Linked DNA regions of Sus scrofa: region 2 is linked to region 1. Evidence: chromatin contacts called from public Hi-C data. All regions are on one chromosome and are shown on one strand. The core of a region is the stretch at or near the end of the contact, and the rest is flanking DNA. Distances in the headings are between cores, read along the strand shown. Region 1 overlaps UCK2 (uridine-cytidine kinase 2). Region 2 holds the start of UCK2 (uridine-cytidine kinase 2).

The links. Hi-C and Micro-C count contacts between places; a contact is called where the count stands out from the background.
Region 2: a contact with region 1 is called in a Hi-C map of skeletal muscle, with 4 times the contacts expected there. The contact joins the promoter of UCK2 here to the enhancer-like site in region 1. A contact is called at or near these places in 7 of 47 Hi-C or Micro-C datasets (embryonic fibroblasts, fetal heart ventricle, fibroblasts and 2 more) and 1 of 2 datasets of contacts at active chromatin or transcription factors (skeletal muscle).

Annotation. Positions count from the first base shown.
Region 1 is chr4:84,847,132-84,849,831 of Sscrofa11.1, reverse strand. The region is part of intron 4 of UCK2 (uridine-cytidine kinase 2); the gene reads left to right. Among named protein-coding and RNA genes, the nearest start is that of UCK2, 71 kb to the left of the region's middle. Within about 2 kb of position 1,406, at least 26 of the 83 cell types and tissues checked have an H3K27ac peak or open chromatin away from gene starts, as enhancers often do. A contact at or near this core is called in skeletal muscle and subcutaneous adipose tissue, where this site is marked.
Region 2 is chr4:84,917,841-84,920,540 of Sscrofa11.1, reverse strand. It overlaps UCK2 (uridine-cytidine kinase 2), which reads left to right and starts at 1,310. Exons shown (of 7, transcript XM_021089486.1): 1 at 1,310-1,765. The coding sequence starts at 1,667.

The sequences.
Region 1 (2,700 bases), core at 157-2,656:
CGCTGAGGAATTGCATTTATTCTGGGTCCTCCTACATTTGGTTCTTGGCTTTGGCTGCCAGAAGCAGCACTAGCTGTTTTGTTGGAAGGGCTGAGTGGCAGCCGGGCAGGGAAGGGTAGACCTGAAGGCCCCTGACCTTTACCCCCACAAGGCCCTCTGAGAGCGCCTGTCCTGGCCCAGCCAGGGGTCAGGGTGATGATGAGGGAGCCGATTTTGCGTCCCTGGAGTTTCCGGTTTGTGCCAAGACCTTGTTCTGACTCAGCCGTTGGCTGGCCCTGTTTCCTGACTCTGAGCAGGAGGATATTTCAGTGCAGTGAACTGGCTGGCCCCGAGTTGTCCTTGGCTCAGGGAGGGGTCCTGATCTGTTTAAGGTGATATCTTGCTGGAAGGCTCTTGGGAGCCGAGGCGGGCAATGTCTTCTGGTTTTGCGTGTTCCTAATTTCTGGGCAACATTCTGACTCACTTTCCGGCTCCTTTTCCAGGGTAGAAGCTGCAGGATGCCTCCTCCCTGTCGTCCCTGTTTGTCCCTCCCCACCCTGCCCCACCCCTACCTTCCCAGCTGCCCTGTCAGACTCTTCCCCTCCCCCCACTACCTAGGTCCAGCCTGCTCACCTGAGTTCACAGTTCCTGTCCTCCTTTCTAATGGTCTGTTCTAAAAAATCGGCTTTATTGAACACACCCTGTGCCAGCCACAGTGCTGAAGAGTTTTGTGTAAATCTCTGTCTTCCTGAGTGGCAGCTTTGTGAGAAACTTGCTCTTATGGTCTCTGCTTTACAGTTAAGGAAAATGAGATTGAAAGAGGTTAAGTAAATTGTCTTAGGCCACAGAGGTAGTAGGTAATGGGGTCAGGATTCAAATCGGGTCCTTTTTACCCCGGTCACTCTAGATGGTGGGGCCAGAAGGGGCTTTGGGTTTCAGAGCAGACGCAGGTGTGACTTACCTGCTCTACCTGCTTTCTCCCTGGCCTGTTCCCCGCTTCTGTGATGTGACATGTGACAGGTGACTTGGATCTGCAAGGCACAGGAGAGCTGCAGGCCTGGGCTGAGGGTAGTGGCAGAGCTGTGCAAAAGATGTGTGTGTGTGTGTGTGTGTGTGTGTGTGTGTGTGTGTGTCCCCTGGGGGAAGGGCGGAGGGTCCCATGATCCTGAAGCTGCCAGCAGGTGTGTGAGATATGTGAAACGAACCTGGCACCAGGCTTTTTTTGCAGGGCTTTTGAGTCAAAGCTGCCTGCGCGCACAGGCGCTTGTTTGCTTTTTCCCCAGCTCTGATACCCTTTTGGTCTGGCTTCCTTTTTTCTTTGGACTTTATCTGGAAATGTGTGAAGAGCTGGAGGCTACATGGACTGTGTGTTTTGGCGAGCTGAGCTTGTTGGCCCGCGTGCCCACGCTCCGAGGCTTGTTGGGTTGAGCCACGTGGCAGCTCTCAGGGCTCCTCCTTGGCCGAGCATCCCTGGCAGACAGCGGCGGCCGCAGCAGCAGGGCCCCGTGTCCAAATGCCCGAGAAGACCATTTCCTGGCTGGCCTGTGTGCACAGCCGGCAGGGTTTGAGGCAAATCCTGACGAATTAGGGACCAACCACTTTATTGCCAGGGCTCACGGGGGAAAAACTCCCTATGAATTGAGGAGCTGGTTGAGAAGTCTGGCGGCGGCGGCATTGTATTAGCCAGCTCTCTCTCGGCAGCGGGGTCTTCCTGACAGTTTTCCAACCATCTGCTCTTACAGGCTTCACGCTGGCTTGGATCCTAACCGCAGACTCTTCCTCTTTCCTGCCCCTGCCCACGTGCATGCGTTCCTCTGTGCGTGCCTGTATGCAAACACAGGGCTATTTAGACGTGGCTTTCCAGAAATCACTCATAAGTATTCCCTATGTTTGTTTACAGCAAATTGCATCCCACACGGAAACTTTTACCTGAGAAATGATACACAGGAGCAGAGGGGCCATCATAAGTGATTGTAGATGGATTTGATACCCTCTGGGAGTGGGAGGGAAAGATTTAACAGCCAAGAGTGAAAAACATTTGTAGGGAGGAGCTGTTTTGATTGGAGAAGTCAAACTCACTGCTGAGTTTGGGGGAAACTCAGTCCCAGGAAAGTTAGTAAACAGTGGCCAAATCAGGACTCCAGATCCTTTTCCATTTTTGACAAAAGGTCCTATTAAAAGCAGTGCTTGATGGGAGTTCCCACTGTGGTGCTGTGGGTTAAGGATCTGGCATTGTCTTTGTAGCGGCCGCAGTTTTGATTCCTGGCCCAGCACAGTGAGTTAAGGATCTGGTGTTGGAGTTCCTATTGTGGTGCAGTGGAAACGAATCCAGCTAGTATCCCTGAGAATGTGGGTTTGATCCCTGGCCTCGCTCGGTGGGTCCAGGACCCAGCACTGCTGTGAGCTATGGTATAGGTCGTGGCTGCAGCTTGGATTTGATCTCTGGCCCCAGGAACTTCTTTATGCCGCAGATGTGGGTCCCCCCCTCCCCCAAGCAGTGTTTGATGTAAGTCCCTGAAGAACACCCCCCAGGAGGAAGACTGTAGAGGAGGGTGAGTTTGGGTCCATCTGGGCTCCTTCACAGCTCTGGCCCAGTGTCTGTCTTATACCATGGTTTTCTCATCTTTCCCTGAGTGGTGTTCTCTTTGCAAACCTCTGTGCTTGAGGTGGACAGGAATGATGGACCACAGCCGGATCCCTCTGTCTACCTTCCAGCCCCCA
Region 2 (2,700 bases), core at 61-2,560, 71 kb before region 1:
TTCTGTAGAGTTTGGCTTCGGATGGTAACTTGAAATACTTCAAAGGTGAAAACAACACTTTATTTCTAATACTCTTAATTTTCTTTAGTATTTTTTTTGAAATAATGCTGAATTTAGGGTAATATATCAAGTTTTGAGAGAGAATGTGACAGACTGAAGTTCTTTAGACTGTAGGGTCACCGCCTCCCCCCCCTCCATGCGGACTGATACCAGTCCGAGGTTCACAAGGGCAGAGACTGGAAGTTACTAGTCTGGTTCTCCCTCTCTACCCTGTGTCCCAACATAGATTCCTTTTCCAATTTCAGCCCTTTAGGAGCCTCTTCTCAGAGAACACTTACACAGGGTCTTGTACCTTTGCCAGGTGCTAGCTTAAATACTTCACTTTTAATTTTTTTGGCTGAAATTCCTGAGCCAGGGATCTAACCCCGTCACAGCAGCTATCCAAGCCACAGCAGTGACAAGGATGGATCCTTAACCCACTGAGCCATAAGGGAACTCCTATTTTAAGTACTTTAAATGTGATAATTGACTTAAAACAACAATCCTAGCACGTAATTGCCATTGTTATTCCCATTTAACAGATGAGAATACTGACCAAGGGAGATTAAGCAACTTGCTCAGGGAACTGCCTGTGAAATGCAGAAATCTGGCTCCAGAGGCAGCGCTCCTCTTGAGTCATCAGCAGTTGCTGCCTTTGTAACCAAGTGCCTAATTGCCCATCTCCGAAAAAAACCAGTTCAATTAAAGGTATTAATAAGTCCACATGGCATTAAGTATTATTTTAATGATTCCACAAGCTCTACCTACAGAGGAACTTCAGTGTTTGGGATTTCAAACTATGTTTAGAAAAGGCGTTGATGGCAGGAGGCAAGGGTGCCCCTCAGATGAGCCCTTCAAATTACCCTTCCCTAGGAAGAAGGACTCCAGAGAATCGCCGGTTAAGGGGGATGGTGTTTGGGGGTTTTCAAGAGAGGAAATATTTAAAGCCAACGGCTGACATACTGTTTTGGAGGGGTAAAAACTCATTTTCGGAACACAAGTTTCTAGCCTGGATAAAGAGTAAATGACGTTAACACTTTCTTTCATCTTAATCGCCCAAGCTTGCTCTAATTTTGCTTCTCAAACCTGGGGCATTCCCTCCATTATTTCATCTGCCCTCTTAGCTTCGCATCCCTTTTGAAGTAGGTGGTGGTAGCATACTCAAAACGCAGGTTCCTTTCTTTTCCCTTAATCTACCGCAGGTCGTCGTCGGGGAAAGGGTTAACCCGGAGGGTGGGGAGGAGGGTCGGGCTCACACCTTTCCCAGAGACCTCGGGCTGCGGCGGGGCCCGGGAGGGGCGGAGGCTGGGGCCAGACGCCTCGCCGCCTTTGCTCGGCGAATAGCAGTGCGCTGCCCGCCCGGATTGGAGCAGCAGCATCACGCTGACCTCTGCCTGGGATGTAAACCCAGCCGGCCGCTGCGGGCAGAGGAAGACTCTCGACTCCTTCGGGAAAGCCAGACCCAAACCTCAGCAGCCGGCTCCGACCAGCGTGCAAGGAGCAGCGGCAGCCTAGACCTGGGCAGCGCCCAGCGGCTGCTGCGGGAAGCGGAGGGAGCCCTGCGCGGGCGCGGGCGGGGAGCGTGCGTCCGTTCGCACAGGCAGCGGGAGGAGGGGCGGCGCGAGCCATGGCCGGGGACAGCGAGCAGACCCTGCAGAACCACCAGCAGCCCAACGGCGGCGAACCCTTCCTGATCGGCGTCAGCGGAGGCACGGCCAGCGGCAAGGTATGGCGAGGCCCCGGTGCTCTCTTCCCTTCCCCCTCCCCGTCCCAGGCCTGGGCCCGGCGGCGGCGGCGCATGTGGCCGGCGGCCGCGGGCCGTGTCAGTTGCTGCAGCCACCGCGTGGCCCGCGCGCCTCCGCTCCTGGCGGCACTCCAGCGCTGGGTCTTAACCGCGCGGATTCCGGGCGCCGCGTCGGGGGACGGGCGGGTGGGGACTCGGGCCATCTGAGGTTCCAGGGGTACCCTTGCCACCGAGCACGGGGCTGGCGCGCAACCTCTTGTTCTTTTACCCTGCGGTGGTAACTCGTGGCCAGGGTCCTAATGGGGGAGGGGCGGAGAAAGCAGATCTTATTGTTTTGCGAGTACGACATGGGAGACCCTTAAAAGCAGGGTTCTCTAAGAACCCCGAGACACACATCTTCCCTTGGCCTGACTTTGATGTGTCGCCCCGGTGCCAAGGGCGGAGCGAGCCGGGTAGCCCGACCGGGAGGGCTGCGGGAGCCCGCGAGGCGGCGTCCCAGGGAAGGGGAGCCCCACTTGGGCTGGACACGGGGCTGGGGATTGCAGGGGTTTCCAGACACAATCCTGAAAGACAAATAGGCGAGGTGACATCAATGAAATGATAATAGTCGGGGCTTCTCTCTCTTTCTCTCTATTTTTTTTTTTTTTTTTGGTTATGAGAGGAAACGCTGTCGGCTTGAATGAGAAAGTTGTGCTGGCTACGTGCTCTTCGATATGTGGGGCGTACGCGTCTTGGATCCACGGAAGAGGTCGTCCTCTGGGTGTCTGACTTGTCGAGAAGCCTGCTTTCTTTGTTTTTTCAGCTAGGCAAAGAAGAGACTAGGGAAACGCTTTTAAATTACCCCCGGCTTTTTCTGCAGGTGAAGGGTGGAGTCCTCCCAGATGTTTCTTTCTTTGCTCCCCTGCCTTTAAGATGTG